Linked DNA regions of Sus scrofa: region 1 is linked to region 2. A link is a contact called in public Hi-C data. All regions are on one chromosome and are shown on one strand. Each heading gives the region's core, a stretch centred on a gene start, on an enhancer-like site or on the middle of the called end of the contact. The rest is flanking DNA. Distances are from core to core; before and after follow the strand shown. Region 1 holds the start of KCTD5 (BTB/POZ domain-containing protein KCTD5). Region 2 holds the start of PRSS27 (serine protease 27).

Region 1 (4,657 bases), core at 734-3,233, 35 kb before region 2:
GGATGATTTGTAATTAAGCTTATAGACTCAGTACATCAGGCCATTTGGAATCAAAGAGCAAAGGCTCTACTTGAAGAAGAAACCATGTAGACAATTGGATTTTACAGAAGAGTGTTTGCCCCCTTGTTCTTCCCATCGTAGGACTCGGAGCGTCCAAGGCCCAGCGGCTCAGCAGAGCACCCTGGCCAGGCCTCTTCATGGTAGAACATGATGGACCCGGCTGAGAAGGACTTAAGGGTTTTCCTCCCCTGTCCCCCCGCCCCCGGCCCCGGCCCCAGTGTTGCAGGTCGTCTAGTTGTCTTTAAAGTCCAGACCCCCCAAATTGGGTTTTCTTCCTTTCTCCTGTTTAGTTTGGGGTCTGTCAATTCTGAGGGGAAACATGCATGAGATTTTTCGAGGTGCCACGCTTAGTGCCACTTGACTATGCCAGAGACGCCGGCTGGATTGTGTGGAATTAGGTCTCCTACCTTCCTCTGACACCCCAAATTCCCTTCTCCCGGGGACAGTCCACAGACTGAGGCAGAGGCAGCAGCCACTGGGAGAGCATGGAGAGTGTGTGCAGGTACTATTCTTGGAGATAGTGCTGTATATATGCGGTTTGCCATACTGTTTCTTTTCATATCCAAACTTAACATGAACTGATGGTGACTCAGGTGGGTGTGGCCCTTGCCCCTTAGGCAGACTCCATGGCAAGTGCCTTAAATCAGGGCAGGTGTCACTCCCAGAGCCTCTGAGGGTGCAGGCTGCTGGCCCAAGAGTGCAGGGTTGTAAATTAGGCTGCCTGTGGAGAACTGGTCTGGGGAGGAAGCTCTTCCGGCAAAGGGCAGTTTTACCTGTAGTTCAGACAGCCATGGTGGGCAACTAAACAGGCCTCATGTGTACCAGAATTTACCCAGAACTCATTTCTTCAGTATGAAGAACGACCAAACTTTATGTACAGAGAACTTTTTACAAAAGGCGCACCTTTTTTAGCTGTGGGGTCCACCCTCGTCTAACCCTTCTGGCTGCCTGACTATAAGTAGGGGCCATTTTGCTGGTGAAAAGCCTCTGCCATGATCCTACGTTTGATTGGACACTGACAAAATCAAAGTTTCGCAATATTTAGAGCTGCTGTAGCTATTAACAACACAAAATAGGATGAATCAGTAGTATGCTAGCTGTCTTTCAGGTTGGTGGCAGTCAGAACATGTGTAATATTCTCTACCTGGTCTGTAGCTGTAACTGTGATGTACAGGCAAAGCAAATATTAAAAAAAAAAAAAACTTACGGAAACAAATAATGCAATGATATTAGGATATACACTTTTGTATTTTTATTCTTATATAAGGTTATTTGCTGGCTATTGTTGGCCTCTAGTTCAGTCTGTGTTATTTAAAATCTAATATATGAATTATTTGGGTTGAATTCATGTTCGGGCCACGTTGTTGTATGTATTGATGTACAGCCTTGAATGTGAATAATTATTGTAAACTATATTTTACAACTTTTTTTCTGGCTTTATTATATAAATTTTCTATTTGGTCGATGATTTAATCATATCATAATTTAATGAATCTGTTTATTCTTTTTTTTCAAATATTTGTGCTTTAGGTGTAGTTACCGGATGATGAATTTTCCACGTATGCTCGGTAGCCTTGTAATAAAAAAGCATGTAGAATGTAGACGCTCACTGATGTAGCTTTCTTTGGCCGGGGCGCGGGTCGGGCGTCGCAGGGCGACCTGAATTCGGGGCCAGGAACAGGGTGTTCGGGCACAGCGCGCGCCCGGCGAAGACCGGCCAGCCCCTCTCAAGCGCGACGCCGGGCTCCACCGCCGCCTGCCCACAAGGGCGATGCCGGACCACGCCGCGCCGGACTTGGCCGGAAGGGGGCACGGCCGGCCGCTTTTCCGGACCGGAACTTCCGCCTCCCGCGTGACGCCGGGGTGGGCGCCTTACGAGGGCGGACCCGTGGGCGGGACAGAGCCCGGAGGACTGTATTAAAGGCCGGACGCTTCCGGCAGAGGGGAGCTGTGGCCGGGCTTGCTGGGATCATGGCGGAGAGTCACTGCGAGCTGCTGCCGCCGGCCCCGGGCGGCCTCGGGGCGGGGCTGGGGGGCAGCCTGTGCCGCCGCTGCAGCGCGGGGCTCGGCACCTTGGCCCAGCGCCCCGGCAACGTGTCCAAATGGGTCCGGCTCAACGTCGGCGGCACCTACTTCCTCACCACTCGGCAGACGCTGTGCCGGGATCCGAAATCCTTCCTGTACCGTTTGTGCCAGGCCGACCCCGACCTGGACTCGGACAAGGTGAGGGCCGCGCGGGCCAGCCAGGAGGATTCGGGCCGCCCCCGTCGGCGGCCCCACACACACCCCCTGACCCACTCTGAGAGAACCGCCCCGGCTCCGGGTCTCGCTGCCCCCTGCTCACCAGCCCGACCGGAGCCCCCGACTCCCTGTCCTGGGCCGAGGATGAACAGGATGGCGCCCTGGCTCCCACCGCCCTCCGAGAGCCCCAGCCACTCCCCCTCGGGGTGTCTGTCTCGCCCTCCTCTGCTCTTCCGCGGAGGAGGTTTCCCAGACCCCGGACTCTGCTGGGATCTACTTTCTTTTCTCTCCTAGGTTCTTTTGCCCCCGCCGGGAGCACCTTCTCTTCTCCGTCCCGGTGTACTGACTGGCTCTGGAATCCCGAATCCCCATGTTCCCCTCATTTTCTCACATTCCAGACGTTTTACTTAACGTTAGCGTGGGGTTTGATACTAGTGGCCTGCCTTTCTCAGTGACTTGCATTTAGGGAGTTGGCGCTCCATCGTTTTCAGCCACAACACGCACCCACACAACAGTCTCAAAAAGTGCCGTCCATAGAGTGATTTTCGAAGGGAATGTGGCTCATATTGAGGCGTGGCTCAGGGGTGTCAAGGAAGGGCCAGATAGGAAATCTTTTTCAATCTACTTTCTCATTAACCTAGTTTTCCTGCTGCTCTCTCAAAAGGATAGGAGTTTCTAGGTTGGTTTGCTGCTTGTGTTTCATCAGACTGTTGTGCAGGTGATAATAGAAGCTGTTTCGATTATTACTTAAAGAATTGTCTCGGCAGCTGTATGGCATCGAAACTCAAAAAAAGGCTGTGCTGGAAGAAGAGTTATTCCCTGTACGTATCCTAGGCGGTTCACAGGCCTTATCCTAACTTTCCTGCCTTTGGCTTGGGCCTACGTAATTGCCCTTGGCCTTGTGCCTTGCCAGCCCAGCATTTGCCAGGCATAGGCTTCCCAGAAAGAGTGTGATCCCTTGTCCAGATCCAGAAGCCCGACCGAGATCATCCTCAGAGTGGCCTGACCTTAGGATCGGGAAATGAGACCTCGAGTGACCACAGAACCACCAGTCCTGGGTAGAACTAGGGTTGAGATGCCAGCGCTCCTGCCGCCCACCCGCACCTCCCCCAAGCCTCAGCTGTGTCCACTGATCGTTTGACCAAGCTCCGCTCTCGGAGAACTGGCCTCCCAGAAAATGACAGGCATCTCCAGGATAGAAACAGGCTTTTGTTAGCTGTGATTTTCCTTTTATAGCGTGGCTGTATGTTTTACTGTTCTGTTTTTCTTTTTAAACAGTGGGTCTTAGTGGTCATTCCCTTGCATTTCTACTTGAGCGTTTTCCAGTTGTGCATATGGAGTCCGATTTTACATTGCTCTTGTTCACGGGGTTGTTTTGAGGCACTGGCTGTCAATGCACTAGACGGATTCAGAGTTTGCACAGTTCAGGCAATTCATCTCTTTATTTTACTGTCTCGAGACTATTTAAAAACAATTATCATGTACTGTATAGGAGTCCTTTGGGGCAAGTAATTAGTTAATCTCAGAATATATCGATATTATAGTTGCTCCCTTTCATCATCATCCACTTAACTACATTTGATTTACACATTATGAAATCACACTTCACAATGTGAAGGTAGTGCAGCAGATACAGCATCTGTCTCAGAATAGTTGCTGGAAGATAAGTTTTTAGCTTTAGCCACAGATGCGCATTTTCCGGAAGGCGTAAGGCTAATTCCCATTAGTCATGGTCATCAACCCATGAGCGAATGTGTAAGGGACCCCTTCTTAGGTTTTACCCCCTTCGTTTCTGATGAGAGAATGTCCCAGAGATTCACTTGTCGATAATTAAACCCTGAGTGAGGAATCTGGACGAGGGTGGAGGAGGGGAAGGGGTGTTTGGACGGGTGGGACACTAGTAATTAAGCGACTGGAAGAGAAACAGGATGTTGATTCACGGAGGAAAATGTCCAGGCCCTGACCTCGTAGTTAAGGTTAATGAACGCATACCTGGCAGGTATGCTGGGGCTGGAGGGCCTGGTGGAAGATTTTCTGCTGGGCCTTTGACTCAGGGTTGAGCACCTGGGCTTGCAGCCGAGTGCTTGGGTGAGGGGTTGGGTTGGATCTGAGGGGGAGGAGTTCCAAGAAACGGAAGCCCTGGAGTCTCTCGGCAACCTGCCGGGTTGGGAGTTCCCTGGGAGTGTGGCTGCAGCTTGCTCTTGCCGGGCAGAATGTCTGCTGGGGAGCTCAGCCGTGCAGCCGTGTAGGAGAGGTGGTCCCAGGACATTTATCTGAAGGAGCGCTTCCTTGAAGAGCCCGCAGACAGGTTGCTGGGGGCGGAGGTGCAGAGCTGGGCTGCACCTGGGACCCACTG
Region 2 (4,807 bases), core at 1,646-4,145:
ACAAAGCTCCTAACGGGTCAGCCCAGCGGTGGCGGAGTGGACCCCTCTCGCTTGGGCCAGGGGAGCAAGGCCTGGGGAGCAGCCATTGCTGCAGGAAGCTGGTCCTAAAGGGAGCTCTGGCTGAGAAGGGGGTCGGAGGCCAGCGGCTTCCCTCCTGGGGTGGGTGGTCGCCTGAGCAACCCCCTCCCTGTGGCCGACGCTGTCCTTGGTGCTGAAGCAGGGCCTGCGAGGGTTTCCGAGGCTGGCAATACGTGGGGAGGGGAGCCGGGGGCTGAGCCAACTCACTTGGAGAAGCAGTGCGCGGCGGTGAGGACCCACTGCTCTGTGATGAGGCTGCCCCCGCAGAAGTGGCTTCCGTTGCGCTGAATGCTGACCTGCCACGGCCACTCGCCCTCCAAGGCATCCTGCCCGCCCACCAACCGGTTCAGCGTCCTCTGGCGCCCACACACTAGGGGATCACGGCCAGGGTGTTGCTCACTGGGGGCCAGATCCACCCCCCGCCCGCAGACCCGCTCTCAGGCTTTCTTGTTCGGTGGTTCTATTCCCAGCCTCCCTGCCCCCGACCTGCTCGGAGAACTTAGGTAAGTCAGAGGCCCCGGCGTCAGGTCCGCCTCGGACCAGGGCAGACCCTTCCCAGCTGTGGGAAAGCCTCCCATCCCGTGGGCCTCACACCCCTTACCTGTGAAATGGTGACATCAGACCTACCTCGGTGGGGAGTAGGGGGAGGATGTTGGGATGACGATGACGCAGGTAAAGATCTGGTCCCAGGACCTGACAGACAGGGGACAATCCCACATGGGGTAGGTGACCCTGAGGGGGTATGTTATTGTCACAGCAGAATGGTGTCGGCGTCTGTCCTTACTTCCTTCCTGTCGTCTTCCCACCCTCCCCCGTTCTTCTTGCCTCGATGGCCCTCTTGTGCCACCTGCACCGCGTCTCAGACCCTCCTTCTGCCCGCCCACCCACCTGGGCTCCAGCTCCTTTTGGCCCTGCGGGATTCCCTGTGCCCCGCCTGTTTCACCCTGGCCTCCTGGGGTGGGTGTTGGGGGGGGGTGCGTTCCTGGTCAGCCTTGCTGCTCTCAGACAAGCCCACTCCTGTCTACCCCGCAAGGGCCCTGGATGCTTACCACTTGAGGCTTCGGCCCCCTGAGTCCCTGCAAGTGAGCAAAGAAGGTAATCAGCCAACTTTGTGGGCCCTGAGGTTGGCATCTGCCTGGTGTAGCCCTGCCTCTGCTCCACCTCCAGCCTGTCTCCCGAGGACCAGCAGGAGAGGCCACCCAGGGCACCCTGTCATGGCCTGGCTCTCCTGTTGGAGACAGGATGGCTCCTCCTTGCCCCACGAGGGCCTTCCCTTCACCCCACACGCATCCTTGTCTGGAAGCTCCCCCAGGACCGCAGCCTCCGGTTCTGGAGCGCCAGGGTCTCCCACTCTCCACCCCGGCCGCTGGCCATAGGCCCAGGGCCTCTCACACTATCTTCCCGACCGAGCAAGTCTCCAGCTCTGTCTTGAGTCTGGGGGCGATGGGGGCAGAGCCTGGCTCCGTCCCAGATTCCCCAGAGCAGCCCCTCTCATACAGCTGGCAGCTGGAGCCCAGGACCCCTGCTGGACGGGGCACCTCTGCCCACGTGAAGGGACCGGAGGGGTGGGACAGGACCCTGTGCCAGGAGGCCGGGAGGGAGGAGGGAGCTGGGCAGCAAGGCCTGGCAAGGCCCGGTGGAGCCCAGGGAGGCTGCACCCTCCTTCCCTGGTGGGAAGCCTGCACCCTCCTTCCCTGGTGGGAAGCCTGGAGCCCTGGCCAAGCTGCAGCCTGGGGTGACCTGGCCCGGCCCTGGGAGGTGACTTGAGGACAGGGAAGTAAGGTGGCAGCTGGGCTGGCCAGGCTGGCCCAGGAATGCGGGAGAGTTTCCCTGGCAGAGAGCAGCCCGCCCAGCTGGGAGGGGCCTGGCAGGTGCATTCCCCCCCCCCCGACCTCCCCTGTTGGCCCTTGCCAACCTTCACCCAAGAGAGCGGGGGAAGGGCCGGAGGTGCAGGGCCTGCTCCTCCAATTCCCTCCCTCTGTGCCGGAGCAGGAACCTGGACCCCCGTGTGTCCTCCCTGCCCCCCACTGAGCCTTCACCAGGCTCAGGTGGCAACCCAGCCACCCTTCCCAGGCCCAGATGTCAGTGACCCAGAGATTGGCTGGCGCCCAGCGGTCTTGAGGTCAGATCCTACAGCACCACGTTTTCATCTTGAGAGGCCAGGACCAGAGGGGGCAGAAGCAGCTTGGCTGTAATTTGCCTGAGGCAAGGGGAGGGATGGGATCCGGCCTGTGTCACTGCCTCCTGGTCCTCCCGCCTGCACCCACACCCCCATCCCCAGTTCACTCCACCTGTGGAACCTCCGGAATCTTCCCACTGAGGCAGGAAGGGAGACTGGTGCTGCAGCCCGAGGCCTGGCCGGGGAGTGGGGGCTTAGCTGCCGCTTGGGTAGGACAGAGAGGCCCTTACAGATGCCTGCAATGTCTAAGACTCACCAGTCCGCAGCAGCAGCAGCAGGAGCAGGGCCAAAGCTGGCACCTGCCCCATGGTCTCAGCCTGGCTGGAGTGCCTGCCGGGCAGGGGACTGCTGTGGCAGGAGCTCCGTGACCACTAGCTCTATGTGTAGGGCTCCATGAAGTGGGGTTTTATGCTGGAGATGAGTGTCAGCTCGGCTATGCCGCTGGACCTGTCAGCCAGGCCCGCCCAGTTCCTCTGGGCAGGAAGGAGGCACCCCAGAACCCCGACTCCTCCATGGCCTGGCCCTGAACCCCAAGGGGACAGGCCTCTCATGCTAAAACACCTTAGGGTTTGCGGGCCAGGGTGCGTGTGTCCCATTTATTTATTTATTTGTTTGTTTGTTTATTTTACCTTTTCTAGGGCCGCACCCGCGGCATATGGAGGTTCCCAGGCTAGGGGTCCAATCGGAGCTGTAGCCCCTGGTCTACACTACAGCCACAGCAACTCAGGATGCGAGCCGCATCTGCAGCTTACACCACAGCTCACGGCAACGCCGGATCCTTAACCCACTGCGCAAGGCCAGGGATTGAACTGGCAACCTCATGGTTCCTAGTCGGATTCGTTAACCACTGCGCCACGACGGGAACTCCGCATGTGCCCCATTTAAGTGCTTGTGGCAAGGGTTCCGCCTCCACGGTGACTGACCACACTCTCCAGCTGACCACAGGCCCACCTGAGCTGACTGCGGTCCACCACGCGACCCTCTCTGTTTCATTCATCCGTTCATTTATTTTTATTTACTGAGCACCTGCCATGCGCCGCAAACAGTCCGGGACTGGGGCTTGCGCTTTGCCGGAAGGAGGATGGCTAAGGGCCAGGTCACCTGAGCCTAAGCGGGAGCGTCTGGCGGGCTCCGCCGCTGACCCCAGCGCCCCTCCCCGCCCCCCGGCTCTCCCTCCAGACCTGGGTTCCAGCAGTCCCAGGCCTGGCCCTGGGTGACCCTGACCGGCCTCTCCCTGCCCCCTGCCCGCCGCCGTCGCAGGGGTGGGGGTGGGGTTCCCGGAACGCGAAGGCCAGCGTGGGCGGGGCGGAAGCTGCTTCTGGGAAGGCCGTGCCAGGAGGACCGTCCCCAGGTGTCCCTGCCCTGGGAGCGGCTGGCCGGGTCCAGGACGTGCAGTCGTCGCGGAAGCGGCTCTGGGAGGAAGTTATTTGGGGCACGGAGCTGACGTCAGAGCCGGAGCCGGGGCTCGGCGGCGAGGCCGGGCCGGGACCGGCGGCCGAGGACCAGGTCGGGCAGAGCCGGTGGGGGCTGGGGCGGGGAGCGCCGGATGACCGGCAGAGCCCGGCCTCAGTTTCCCCGCCCACACAGTGGGTGCGTGCGTGGCCTGGGGGTGCGCCGGCGCGCCCCGGAAGTCGGGGACGGCCGAGGTCGCCGACTTTCCGCCCCCTCCCCATCTCCGCGCTCCGGCCTTGGCCTTGGCCTTGGCGGGCGCTCCCGGTCAGCGCGCCACTGCCCTCTAGGGGCCGCCGGCAGCAGCGCCGGGCCGCTGGGGCGGGAGGCTCGGCTCCGCGCTGTCTGTCTTCCTCGCACAACTCCCAGCCCCAGCCCTTCCTGCTCCTCCACTCCTCCGCTCCTGCCCTCCGACCTCCCCTCCGTCTCCGCGTCTCCCGCAGCCCTCGGGGGAAGAGGGGGCGCCACCCTCGACGGGGGACGGCTGCCCGGGCGCTGGCGCCCTCCTCCTGCGCCCCCCTGCCTCCCGGGTCCCTCCGCTGCGCCCCCTCCACGCGGCGTCCCGGAGTCCGGGCGGCCTGTCTGCGTGAGCGGGAGTCCCTCGGGGAGGGAGAGCAGCGCGTGGCTAGAGGGCTTCCAGACTCGTTCCCAGGGATTCTTGGAGCCCACTGAGACCCAGCACTGTTCCAGGCATGGGGCAATTGGAGGTGAGCCGAGTGGAGGAGAGAGGATTGAGGTGAAAATGTCTAATCAGAAATTTTGGAAAGTGTTTCAAAACGTCTGTGTCACCGCATTTCACCAGGCACCTGATGATCAGTTCTCTGGATTTCAGAGGCCTTCAAGATTGTTTGGGGCTAAATACTTCCTCTCAGGTGTCTTTCTAGGTTTCCTCTGCCTTCCCCCCCCCCCAAAGCCATTTCTAAGAAGGTGCTGCCTTGAAATCAAGAAAGTAACAAAAGTTAAGATGTGATCAGAAAGTGGGGACACCAGGGACTCCGGTGGCTAGAGAAACAGCATCTCGTGTCACTCCTGACACCCTTGAGGCTGTAGACCCCCCGCTGTGCAGGGAGCTGGGTGGGGGTGTAGGGTGAGCTGGAAGCC

What was found. Hi-C and Micro-C count contacts between places; a contact is called where the count stands out from the background.
Region 1: a contact with region 2 is called in a Hi-C map of embryonic fibroblasts, with 2.0 times the contacts expected there. The contact joins the promoter of KCTD5 here to the promoter of PRSS27 in region 2. A contact is called at or near these places in 1 of 5 promoter capture datasets (liver), 8 of 47 Hi-C or Micro-C datasets (embryonic fibroblasts, liver, mesenteric adipose tissue and 3 more) and 2 of 2 datasets of contacts at active chromatin or transcription factors (alveolar macrophages and skeletal muscle).

What each region holds. Positions count from the first base shown.
Region 1 is chr3:39,426,934-39,431,590 of Sscrofa11.1, reverse strand. KCTD5 (BTB/POZ domain-containing protein KCTD5) reads left to right here and starts at 1,983. Exons shown (of 6, transcript XM_013987853.2): 1 at 1,983-2,283. The coding sequence starts at 2,032. PDPK1 (3-phosphoinositide-dependent protein kinase 1) reads left to right here. Exons shown (of 14, transcript XM_021086751.1): 14 at 1-1,663.
Region 2 is chr3:39,393,102-39,397,908 of Sscrofa11.1, reverse strand. It overlaps PRSS27 (serine protease 27), which reads right to left and starts at 2,895. Exons shown (of 7, transcript XM_021086750.1): 1 at 2,514-2,895; 2 at 1,128-1,154; 3 at 706-810; 4 at 286-448. The coding sequence starts at 2,565.